Regions from separate parts of the Anas platyrhynchos genome. Here region 2 is linked to region 1. A link is a contact called in public Hi-C data. All regions are on one chromosome and are shown on one strand. Each heading gives the region's core, a stretch centred on a gene start, on an enhancer-like site or on the middle of the called end of the contact. The rest is flanking DNA. Distances are from core to core; before and after follow the strand shown.

Region 1 (6,024 bases), core at 1,409-3,908:
GCGGCAGCTCCAGGTCCAGCTCCATTTTCTCCTGAGCCATCGCGGCCCCGGCCCCGCCTGCGCCTGCGGCTCGGCCCGCTCCGCCGCGACGCCCATTCACTGCCGCCGGCCGCCGCGGCTCCTCCTCATCCCGCGCCGCCGCCGCCGCCGCTCCCCAGGGCGCGGGGCGCTGCGGCCGCCCCTACAGGCCCCGCGGGCGGCGCCGCGGGCAGGGGCCGGGGGCGCGCCGGGCCCGCCGAGGGGGGCGGCCCCAGCAGCGCCCCATGCCCCTACAGCAGCCCCTACAGGCCCCTGCCCGGCCCCGCGCCTCCCGGGGCCGCCGCCTGCGCGCGGGGCGGGGCGGGGCGGGACGGGACGGGACGGGACGGGACGGGCGCGGAGGCCGCGGGACGGGACGGGAGCGGAGCGAGCGCCTCAGGCCCGACGCCCCCCGCCGCCGCCGCCAGCCCCGCGCATGCGCCGCCGGGAGCCCCGCACGGAGCCCCGAGCCCGGGGCCCGCGCCTGCGCCGAGCCCCCGGGGGGCCGCGGGGAGCGGGGCTGGGTTTGGGATCGGGGGTTTAGGGGTTAGGGTTTGGGATTTGGGGTCGTGGTTTTGACTTTTTGCTGGTCTTTGCAAGCTCAGCTGTCTCTGCAGCGGTTTGTATTGCAGGTGGGGTTCTCAGGCAGCCTTTCCCAACGAAAATAACCAGAGAAGAAAGGCAGATTATACATAAGTAATATTTTTTCCATAAATCCCATGCCTAAGATAGCATTTTGTAACATCAGCCGGCTGGGTGAATTCCACCCACTGGGATATTTCCCTGGTATTTTAAAGTATTCCCATTTTATCACCCATGCCATAACTCTTCGTGCCCGCTCGTCCCTCTGCATCATTGCACTTTCCCCCAGTCTCTGCTTCCGTCATTCACCTGCATCCTCCCCAGGCTCTGTTTAACATACCCTTTCCCTTCTTAATCCCTGTTCCCATGGTAATTTGCCCTGTTTCTCTTACTCAGATCTTTGCGATTTCCTCATTTCAGTCTTTGATCTCATTCTGTTCCATAGCACAGCTCCTCCACAGCCACATCCCCTTTCCTCTACCTCGTTACCCTCCTCTTCCCAGGCCTCAGCTGGCCTCCTGGACAGTCACCACTTTCTTTCATGTATGTTCCCATTGTGGTTCTCTGGGTTATAGTAAAGCCCCGGTCAGATAGCAGGTTGTTGTGTAAGTGCCAGGCACCAACAAAATCTGAGTCCGTGAAGCAGGTGTTTTTGAGCTCTCAGCCACATTTTGGATGCTGTTGACTTTTTCCAGGTACGTAGCATTTGAAGCTTTTTGTCTAGTAAAATCCACATAGTTGCGTGATGCAGTCACATTTTGCAGGTGTTTTTTATATTAACAGAGCCAACCTATGTGTGAATATATTTCCATTCCAGGCTAGATGTTTTCACTCAAATTGGCTTTTTGGCACTCTTCAGCTGACAAAGTGCTTGTGCTGAAGCACCAGACAAGGAGAATGGGGCAAGATCTTTTATTAAAGCTTAAAAATATGGTGTTGCTTTTAGTGAATGGTGGCAGTAAGACGTGATTAATAGCTTTTTTGTTTTTTTCCTCTTGAAGTACTAGATCCTATTTTTCCAGTTAAACAGACTGACCATAATTACCAGAAATCAAGCACAATAAGGCTTTAGTGTTTTTGTTTTGTTTTGTTTTTCCCAGAATAGATAGGGATTCTGTATCATCTCAAAGAAAGGCATCATTACTGGCTACAATATATCATGGTGTAAGCAATGGCATAAGGTTGTAAAAGGTTTTCCTTCTGCAATAATACAAAGCAGGGAAGTTTGTCTCCAGGTTTTTCAACATAAACACATACTGATAAAGCTTGAAAATACTTTAAATGTACTATGCATGGGCCCTGTTAAGTCATCGTAGAGACACAGTAGGCACAAAGTGTCAGTATAATGCAAGAAATACTGAACTTCAACAAAAGAGTTGATTAGAGTCCTACATTGAGCATAGAACAGCGGAAAACATTTGATTCAGTCTTGATTAACAAAAAAGGCAACGCTATGGGCAGTTCTACTCCGTTATCTAAGGTCATCTACATTCAGTCTTTTTCAAGTAGTGGAATAGTTCATGCAGCTATATTTCCACTTAAAAAAAAAGTTGAAATAGCAAGAAGTTAAAGTTTTCCACGCCAACTTTTTCTGCGCTTAACGCTCTTGAGAAAACAACAGCCATTGCCCAGAGGAAAATAAAAACTTTTTGAAATGTGATGCTGCTAAGGACCCTGAAGAACCCCTGAATGTAAGAGACAAGCGTGTATATTGCAGCTGTTACTATAGATGGATATGTAAAAAATAAAAAAACAATGAGAAGACACAAACTGCAATATTTTAATCGCTCGGCACTGAGCGGACCGAACCCAATGGCAGTGCCGGACTCGAACCCGCGGCCCCCCACACGCCGCGTTCCCGCGTGCCGCAGCCGCCCCCCCGCCTCCCATTGGCCCATTTCAAACACACGCCCCGCCGCGGCGCCCAATCGGCGCTCGCCCCCGCCTCGGAGGCTCTCGGGAGCCCGAGCGGAGCCGAAGCCGGCTCTCGGGCCCGACGCGGCTCCCGCGGGCATGCGCGGTAGCGGCCGGGCGGCGGCAGGGCGCGTGCGCCGCGGCGGGCGGTAAGCTGCGGGCCGCGCCTCCGCCTTGCCTCCCGCGCATGCGCGCTGGGTGGCGGCGCCGGGGCTGGCGGCGGCGGCGGGGGGCGTCGGGCCTGAGGCGCTCGCTCCGCTCCCGTCCCGTCCCGTCCCGTCCCGCGGCCTCCGCGCCCGTCCCGTCCCGTCCCGTCCCGTCCCGCCCCGCCCCGCCCCGCGCGCAGGCGGCGGCCCCGGGAGGCGCGGGGCCGGGCAGGGGCCTGTAGGGGCTGCTGTAGGGGCATGGGGCGCTGCTGGGGCCGCCCCCCTCGGCGGGCCCGGCGCGCCCCCGGCCCCTGCCCGCGGCGCCGCCCGCGGGGCCTGTAGGGGCGGCCGCAGCGCCCCGCGCCCTGGGGAGCGGCGGCGGCGGCGGCGCGGGATGAGGAGGAGCCGCGGCGGCCGGCGGCAGTGAATGGGCGTCGCGGCGGAGCGGGCCGAGCCGCAGGCGCAGGCGGGGCCGGGGCCGCGATGGCTCAGGAGAAAATGGAGCTGGACCTGGAGCTGCCGCCGGGGAGCGCCGCGGCCCCGAGCGACGGGGGCGGCCTGAGGAGATCCAACAGCGCCCCCCTCATCCACGGGCTCAGGTGAGCGCGGCCCGGCCCGGCCCGGAGCCCTCGGCAGGGCCGGGCCCGGAGCCCTCGGCCGGGGGCCTGCGGTAAAGCTGTGGAAGTCAAATGGGTGCTTGCCATGCGCTGGAGATGGATGTACGTCCAGTAGCACCGTGTGGTTCTAAGGAAAGTGTGGTTCTAAGCATCCCTCAGAAGGCTGCTCACAAAGCCTGTTTGTTTTTTCTCCCTGCAGTGACAACTCGCAGGTTTTTCAGCCTTACGTGTTGCGAACTCGCAGGAACAGTACAACAGTTATGAGCCGTCACAGTATGGTAAGGAATCTCAAGCATGTTTTGTTTACACCTAACAAGAAGTAATTGGGCTGGAGAAATGAAGTTAAACTTGATTTGTGCTTGCACTAAGCGTCAGAGCGAGATTCCAGACTGCAGAATATGCATTTTTCACCTGCAGCTGCTGCCTACAATAAAACAATGCTTGTGCATTAGTTGCATATCCCCAAGAACGGAACAGTATCAAGAACCATGATTGATTTCTGGTATTAAGTACTATCTTAATATTAATTTGGACCTGAACACAGATGGGAAGAAAAAACTGCTATCACAATTGAAAGTCTTGAATGGTTCTTTTAATTTGTTGTAAAAACGGAAGAGAGGGATTTGCAATGCTCCATTGACCTTTTTTTTTCACGGGGCCTTTTTTTTTTTTTTTTTTGCAAAGGCTGAACACTAGACATCAGAGAATCATATGGAGAAGAGTTTTATATCCTGGTTGATATTCTGCCTCTTGTTGTATAAATCTGTTAGCATACAGTAGTGCACTTACGTGATTTTTCAAAGATGTTATGTTTCATTTTTCTCTCTTTCTTTATTGTCAGCTTATGCTGAGCTATGTGCTCTTTTCTGCTATTTTTTCTCTCTCATCCAAGGGTAGTGAAGATTAAATTGTTTTTCTCAAAACCTGTGGAACGTGAAGTCCTAAAATATGTGTTACTTCTATGTTTTTTATCTTGTTCAGAAAAAATGCAGTGGAGTTCTAGTTCAAAGTCTTTTGTTATGAGGTATGTTTAAAGACAGACTGCAAATCTTTGGAACTCAAATAGTAGGTGTCATGTAGACAGACACGTGGGCATCCTGAGTGAGAACTGTTGGCTGTATGTGGCACTAGCCAAAGGTTCAAAGGGATTAGATGTATAAGGTACTTCGCAATTGCAAAAGTAAAGGTTTACAGAATGCTCTTCAAGATGGAGCTGAAATGCTCTATAAAAGTAAGCTGGTTGAGTAAGTTAGTACAGGGGTCTGTCGTCTTATTCTAGACAGTAGGGAATTAGATAATACTCTCAGTTTCATTTATAATCCCTCTCTTGCTTAAATGGCACATACAGCTGTTTGTGCACTTGAGATACTAAGAGCATGCAACTCTGAGATCAGCACTGCTTGCAGAGTGACAGAATGAATTTGTAAGTAGTAAAACTAGTCTTTTGAAGGTCAGTGTTTTCATTTTGCAACATTATTTGAGTCATCCACATGAAGTTGTACAGCTCATTTTTAATTCAACAAAAATGTAGGTGTATGGGTGGATGCAGGCTGTTGGTTTGCGATTTAATCATGGTGGCTGTCACTTTTTTTCAGTTGCTGTCATCATCTCCCATTCGTATTCCTAGTAGTCGACTTCATCAGATCAGAAGGGTAAGTGAGGTTTTTAACTATATATTTAGTAACAGAATGAAAAGCATTTATATAATACTGAAATACATAATGTGAGTTTCTTTCCTATTGAATTTTTCAAGTATTAGAGGAAACAGAGCTAAAAAAGATTTAATTTCAACACGGAAGTGTGATTGCAAGGCTTATTGTTGTCATGTTTCAACTACCTTGCATTTTTGGAGTGCTGTTTCCTTAAGAGAAATGCTGAGGTAGGCTTATAGCAGTTTTTCTTTCTGGAGAGCTTCTATTGTCCATATTTCAATTCTAAAAGCAAATTACTGAATCAGGAGTAGTATTATAAGTACCTGTGATGAACAGATGTTACATAAAAACTTAAAATGTTTATCTCCTGCAGGAAGAAGGAGTGGATTTAATGAACAGAGAAACAGCACACGAAAGGTGAGTGTTATGGAAACAAGATGATAAAATAGTCAGTTATCCTCTTTGTAGCTACTGATGGGATTTTTTGTATTCTAGGGAAGTGCAAACAGCAATGCAGATAAGCCAATCATGGGAGGAAAGCTTGAGCCTGGTAATCTCTTTATAGATGTTTCATATTTAATTCCACTTCTACGCTCAACTGATGAATTTAAGGGAAAGAGAGGAGTAACTGTGGAAATAATCTCAGATAAACCGAAGTTCATCTGTTTTAGCTCTTTTGCGTACTTGGCCTAACAACTTTCCATGGAAGGTTGTAGCTTGGATTCTAAGGTAGTGTCTTGTGCAACTGTGAAGTTTGAAACTTTTGTATTTACAGAGCGACAATGACTTGGACAAGTCTGAGAAATCTTCCTCCCCAAAGAGAATAGACTTCATTCCAGTTTCGCCGGCACCTTCACCTACAAGAGGAATAGGAAAGGTAGGATAAGTGAAACACCAAACAGAAAACACATCTTTACAGTTCACCTTCACTGAAAATTCTAAAATGTGAAACTTCACAGATTTAAAAACCAGCAATGACAAAACCCAACCCAAATCCACGTATTACTGTTTTCTAATAATCAGATGCTTACCTTAGAGCCTGCAGAGTTTAAGCAGTGTGCTAATTCTTTCACACTGCATGTTTTCACTTGCTTT
Region 2 (6,536 bases), core at 3,295-5,794, 200 kb before region 1:
AGCCCTATTGCAGTCCAGACCTCAATAAACATAAAGACAGCAACTAAACCAGGTATGATTATTGGTCATTGTTCTTAATGAAGTGTTGGGTTTACAGGGAGGTTTTTAAAAAGAAGTTTGATGCTCTTTCCTTAGTAGAGATTAGCATGAAGTGCTTGTTTAGATGGTTCATAGATTCATTGAAGGTCTAGTTCTGATGACAGGCTTTTTGTTCTCAGTGCTCTCAGTTCAGCTGCTGAAGTTGCCTATCGTTTCAGCAGGACATAACAATGAAGATAAATGCATTCTTCATGTTCTGGTTTGCTTGCCAGTTCACTTCTGTCTGAAATTCAGGTTTTTATACCTACAAAGACTCAGGCAGTCCTGGTTCTGCTTAGCCTGAAAAGTAGCTATCCTGCAGCACTTTGAATTTGTCAAGATGCATAAACTATCTGTTCCCAGATGGAGTTTTCCTAGATTCCTGTATTTCTTGATCACGGGAATTAATATGTGCAGGAATAAGGATCAGAGTTGAATTTGGAATAAGTGTACGTTCTACAACGTCTGATGTTTCCCAGGCTTTCTTTTGACTGCACACAGTGGGCTTTTTAATCTTGTGCATACTTTCAGCTGCACCCATTAAAAAAGGATCGGTTGTAGTGAGGGAGTGGAAAGGGGAAGGGGGAGGGTATTCTGCCTCTTCTTAGTTTTCCAGTTGAGATCTCTAATCTCTATATAAAATGTGCAGTGCTTTGGTGGTATGCATCTCTCAGGATGTTCCATAATCCTGTCAGTAGGAAAGACTTTACAACTACTTTATTTAGATTTAAATGTTCAAAATAACTGACAATTACATGTCTTCAATTTTTCTTTTGACAGTGATAGATGGTTCTACTCTAAGAACAGAAGAAAGGCAAAGACTAGCCAGGGAGCGTAGAGAAGAGCGGGAAAAGCAACATGGTATTTTCTTGTTCCATTTGAAATATAATTTCTGAAAATCTTTGTGATAAAATAATAACTTATGCTCTTACTCCTCGTTTAGTCACTTTTTTTCAGCTTGCTGGAGACCACCAACCAGGTCTGCCCTTGGTCTTGCTTCAGTGACCATCTGTGAGCCTGGAGAAAAATTAGAGTTGAGAGGAAAATATTACAGAGATTTTTGGCTTCTTGAAACTGTATATTGCTTCTGTCTTTCCAGTTCTGAGGGACCACCAGGCAAATAGACTCAACTTCTTGTTGGAAACCTCAGCAAAAACATTTCTGAAATGATAACCTTTATCTTAGAGCTTCTTCCTGTAGCCCTGAAGACTGAGGTTTGAGAAACACTGATTCAGAGAAAACCAAAAAGGACTTAGCTAGTTGAATGGCTTGATTGCCTCGAATACTGCTTCTCTTGTTTCCTAGCATGCTGAAAAGGCTCCTGGATTTAAGTGTCAGCAGTATATGCTTTATTTTAGCTAAGAATCTGAGACTTAGAGAAGAGTATAAAACTCTTGCCCAGCTTTATGCTGTTTGTGATGTGAATCTGAGTTTATATATGTGAAGCAAGAGATGAAAGGGTCACGGTATGCCCTGCAGTCCTTGTTCTCAGTCTCCCAGCTGGTGAGGAGCAGCGTCTTACTCTGGCCTGCATGTCTGTGTTGCTTAATGTGTGATCAAAGACACACAAAACAGGAATGATCGTCTCTTCCTAACATGAAGAGAGAACAGGACTGGGATGTACGTAAATTCAGAAGTATTTTTGGGGCTTTGTACGTAGATAATGCCAATGTGTTGTTAATATAATTATCTGGTCTCTAAGATCATTTCATCTGTCTAGCCACAGAAACTACCTCTACTGTGTATTCAGGCGCTAGATTTTTGTCAGAGGAGGTGAAGCTTGTTAAACTCTGCACAGCTGTATCTAGGTGGAGGCTGTGGAGAACGGTGACATAACTATTTGAACTCAGATGCAGTATCTACAGCGTTTTCCTGTGTTGTTGCCCAATGCTTTACATCTTTTCCATATAAGTTTAATTCTAAAAAACTGAGAATTGCAACATAGAAAATTCCACCCTTTGATACTCAACTTACTACTTACTTATTAAGACTATTATGATGGCAAGGAAAGTGTGTATATACATATCCTGGCATTCCTGTCTAGACAGTGAAGTGTAATGGCAGAAAAGGTTCGAATTCATTGCCATCCTGGGGACAGAATTAGACATCTCAGTCATCATGTGAAGTGTCATCCAGCACTGCTAGCTAATCTTGCTATGTGTTGTAGTTTGAAGGGGTGATAATTTTGCTTGGTAGTTTTGCCTGTAATGTGTGTTGTAATATCAATGAATAGTTAAGTTTGATTTCAGTTTTCTCTTAAAAATTTACAGCTGCCAAAGAAACACAAATCCTTGAAAAGGAGAGAAAAGCAAAACTTCAGTATGAAAAACAGTTAGAAGAAAGGCAGAGAAAGCTAAAAGAACAAAAGCAGAAAGAGGAACAACGGAGGGCAGCAGTAGAGGAAAAAAGAAAACAGAAAATAGAAGAGGAAAAGGTACTGTGTCTTGAAGTTCTGTAGTTGTATAGGAGCTTCTACATTATGTTCTTACCATGCTCTGAATGATGAAAAATAGAAAGTCATGGGAATGCTGTGCGTGTTGGAATGTAAAAACATTTTACACATCTGTACAGTGGACACGTCCTCCATCCCCATCCCTGGACTAGTTTTAACTATAGCTGAGGAACTCTGGACTTTGGAAGCTGTGTTTGCTGCTTGGCCAGTGATTATTTTTGACATTCACAAAAACAAACAAACCTCTATATTCCTAAATGTGTTGCTTCTTTTTGGTGCACTTAATAGATCCCATTTGTAAATTACCATGGGTGACAGGTTTTAAACTTTTTTCGGCTCTGTGTCTTGCTTTCTGGGAGCCCAGCTGTGGCCAATGAGTCTCACATTCTTTCAGTTCTCCTAAATTATAATTTGTTACCATGTGTTGTGCAATTGATGTTACCTGTGTACTTATTTACTGCTTTGCACTTTGTATCAGCTGTTCTTAATTGCCTGTCCCTTTGCCTTTGCTTTGATTGCACATGGAGAGTAGCAGAGCAGTATTTGACTTGTGGAGCATGTTGCTGGCTTCATAGAAGCAGAGAACAGAAATAAATACGTTACTATGTGCCATCCCCTTTGACAAGTTGATCTGCTGATGCATGTTAAATGTGTTGCAAGTTATGAAAGGGTTGATTTCCAGAAGCGGTGTAAGCAGTAAAAGCATAACACACACACACGCTTTCATAAGCTAACTGTAAGAACTTGCTGTGGTCGTTGATGAGGAGGATGTAAGCCTGGCTGGATGTCCCCTTGAAGAGTCCAGCTATTGTCATACTGTTCGAGGTATAGGTCTCTTTTTTTTTTTTTTTTTTTGACTGGCAGTATTCTACACTGATGTTTTATTATCTATAATCAGCTTCTGGGTGTGTTCAGATGGATATTCCGTTTGAACTTCATGGAATAATTTACATTGCTGAAGAACAAGCAGAAATGTTTGGGGTGGGCTTGACTGGAGTCCAGTGTGGTATTATCTCTTCAGGCAACTACTTTAAGCATAAAACATCCCTTATGCTTCAAGAGGTGCTGCCCCTAAGCCTACAGTGTGTTTATTCATGAAACTTAGAGGATGATAGGTATGTTTTCAGTAGCCACTGTGGTGAGTGGTGAAGGGACTAGCCGATGGGTTTTTGATTGATGTTAACCTTGTCTTTTAATTGGTCCCTGGAGGAAGACAAAGAGAGAGATCTGTGAAGAATCAGGGAGGTAAGAAAATAGTGTGCACTTGACCTGTAAACCTTGCTTTCAACCAGAAAAGGAAAACAGATCTCGACTTTTGGACTTCCACACCTGAAAAAAACTGCTTCTACAGAAGCTATCTTAAGGCATTATTTGCCAGCAAGATACCATCTTCTCTTGTAATTTAGCAGATAGAAGTGCATCAAAAATACATAGTCTGCCACGTGCTTGTAAGGTTCTTTAGCCAAGTCTCATTTAGTTAATCGCCTTCCTTGGATAATGCAGAGGAAGAAACACAATAGCGAGCAATGTGGAAAAATAAGTGGTTCTCTGTGTAAGCCAGTCTTGAAGACAATTAGCAATGGTACCGTTGAGATACCTGTCTTAGAACAATTACTCAATTATTCTGTACAGCTGTGCAACTGATTATGTTGATGTATTGAGTTGATAACTGATTTTCCATTGTTTATAAAGCAAAGTCTTTAACTATGACTTTCAAGAATTACCACACTGCAAATACCTTCTCATCTACAGATTACATAAAGACTAGATGCTTAGGCATGTTAGGTAAACTCTAATTCAGCTTTGTTTAACAAGGGATGAGGGGCAACAACTAAGCTTTATATTTCAAAAAAAAACTTTTCATTTTATCTTTTGTCAGTATATGGAATGCTGCTTTCCTTCCTTCCTTTCCTCCTTCCTTCCAAGTTTACTTTGTCTGTTTTACACTGTGACTGTGTCGGTTTGTATTGTGAAACGGTGTTGAAAGAAAGTGAAAGTCTTACGTCCTCAGGAGGGAGGAACATTTGGATAATAAGTCCCCTTGGCATCTTACTCTAATGTGTCGGCAGTAAATACTGCATCAAGAGATCGCTTGGGATATGACTGTTCCAGAAAAGAAATGTGTTGTTGACACGTGGATGGAAACCTGACTGATTATGGAGAAGAAATGGTCTAGCATGATTACATTTTGTCTTTGTGCACAATAGATGAAGTTCCCACGTTAGCAGTTCTTAGTCCTGGATACAGAAGAAAGCTTTGTTCGGTACTCCTCATCCTGTCAGCAGCGATCGCTCTAGTCTAGAGCTGATTAATCTTTTTTGCAGATTTTTTGCTTTCATATCTTGCAATGTCTGGTTTCATTGTGTATCTATTGATGTCAGTATCTGTTAATACTTGGATCAGTGTTCATATAGTTCTCTGACAATACAAACAACCTTATAGTTACACTTGGTATTTTATAATGGAGAATTTCAAGCACCTCTTAGAAATAACTGGAGAATATAAATAGTGTAAAGAATAAGCAATTATTTTTGCTCAGTTTGGGCTTCATCCCTATTTAGAAAATAAGTAGTACTGTTTACTGAATAGGAAACCTGATGGCTATTTTAAGTAAAGAGTAAAATAGATTACCTGTGCTGTCACTAGTCTAATCATGTTTACAATTTCAAAAGTATTAATTGTCATTAACATTTTTGTGTGACAGTTTTTGCAACAAAATAAAACATTTTAAATCTTGCTGGAAAAAAATCTGTATTTTGTCTTCTAGCATAGCTGTGGTTTATAGTTACATACCTTCATAGTGGTGTTGTTTAATAATAGGAGCGATATGAAGCAGCTATGCATCGTACCTTGGAACGGAGTCAGCGACTGGAAACACGACAAAAGAGATGGTCCTGGGGAGGGTCTGTAACGCCAGATTCAGAGAGCAAAACAGGTAAGTAACACCTTTTCTAGCATGGCTAATATGCGTGAACACTGGCAGGTGTAGTGCTATTCATAGAGACCTGGGCATCCTTTCCTATGTTGGATCTTATAACAGGATCCACAGGTAGGTTTGGGGGGAAAGATTCCTGTCTGTACGTGTCCTGGAATGGTGCACTGGGAGAGATCTTTTCATGTACTGCCCAGCTGGAAGGCCTCTGCCAATAAGTAACTTTAAATTGGTTATTGTCCAGCAATAAAGTAAAGCCAAAAACTCTTCAATTCAGCTTATCTTCTGAATTGCTGGAATTGTACTGGGTGTATTTCGACTTTTGTTTTAAGTAGTGTCTTTTTTTTTTTGCCAGCTTGAATGTTAATTTTTAAGTGTTTGTTTAAAGCATGTTTGAAAGTACTTATGATAGAAATAATCATGATAATCCCCATTTTTTTTTTGCTTAACATTGTTTATTATTTGACCTTGTAACTTACAAACCTTCTTCTTCCACAGAGCAACAGACCACAGATGAAGTTGGAACTGGTGGTATTGATTTCTAAAATTTTCTTTTTCTTTTGTTTTACACTCACTACTAATCATTTAAACTTGAGTTCTTGTTTCTCTAAAACTAAGAAAAAACATCTCCGTATAGATCTTCTCCTGGATCTTGGCCAGCTATGCAACAAACGTGATCCCTAAGTGGAAAGCAGTCCTCTACATTTTTAACTATCCCTCCCAGCTAATTAAACTATAGCTTTAGTTGTGGCATCCTGAGGGAATTTTGAGGAAAAGGATATGTGCATTTGGGTTTTTAAAGATGATTAGATACAGCATGGGAAGAGGAGAAGAGAAATTCTTAGAGGATTGTATTTGGAAATAAATTAACTCAGTAGTCAGCTTTTTTTCAAAAATGGACATTTTGAACCCTTTCATTGTCTCCTACTTTGCAAAAAGTGTGGGGTTGGTTTATTTTTTGTTTTGTGGTTTCTTTTTTTATTTTTTTTAATGAGCAATTGAAAGTACTTGTAAAATCAAATGATTTTGGTAATTTTTTTTTAAAGGGAATGGCTCCTATGTGCACTTTGATTC

Evidence for each region. Hi-C and Micro-C count contacts between places; a contact is called where the count stands out from the background.
Region 2: a contact with region 1 is called in a Hi-C map of skeletal muscle, with 2.4 times the contacts expected there. The contact joins the enhancer-like site here to the promoter of LOC101793542 in region 1. A contact is called at or near these places in 3 of 8 Hi-C or Micro-C datasets (liver, skeletal muscle and small yellow follicle).

Annotation. Positions count from the first base shown.
Region 1 is chr10:16,891,201-16,897,224 of IASCAAS_PekinDuck_T2T, reverse strand. It overlaps LOC101793542 (P2R1A-PPP2R2A-interacting phosphatase regulator 1), which reads left to right and starts at 2,658. Exons shown (of 10, transcript XM_013103583.5): 1 at 2,658-3,259; 2 at 3,477-3,555; 3 at 4,873-4,929; 4 at 5,303-5,346; 5 at 5,425-5,479; 6 at 5,705-5,806. The coding sequence starts at 3,144. LOC101795408 (P2R1A-PPP2R2A-interacting phosphatase regulator 1) reads right to left here and starts at 467. Exons shown (of 10, transcript XM_027464906.3): 1 at 1-467. The coding sequence starts at 40.
Region 2 is chr10:17,092,684-17,099,219 of IASCAAS_PekinDuck_T2T, reverse strand. MAP7D3 (MAP7 domain containing 3) reads left to right here. Exons shown (of 21, transcript XM_038184002.2): 2 at 1-52; 3 at 859-939; 4 at 2,349-2,512; 5 at 5,351-5,465; 6 at 5,961-5,993. Among named protein-coding and RNA genes, the nearest start is that of MAP7D3, 17 kb to the left of the region's middle. Within about 2 kb of position 4,544, at least 1 of the 8 cell types and tissues checked has an H3K27ac peak or open chromatin away from gene starts, as enhancers often do.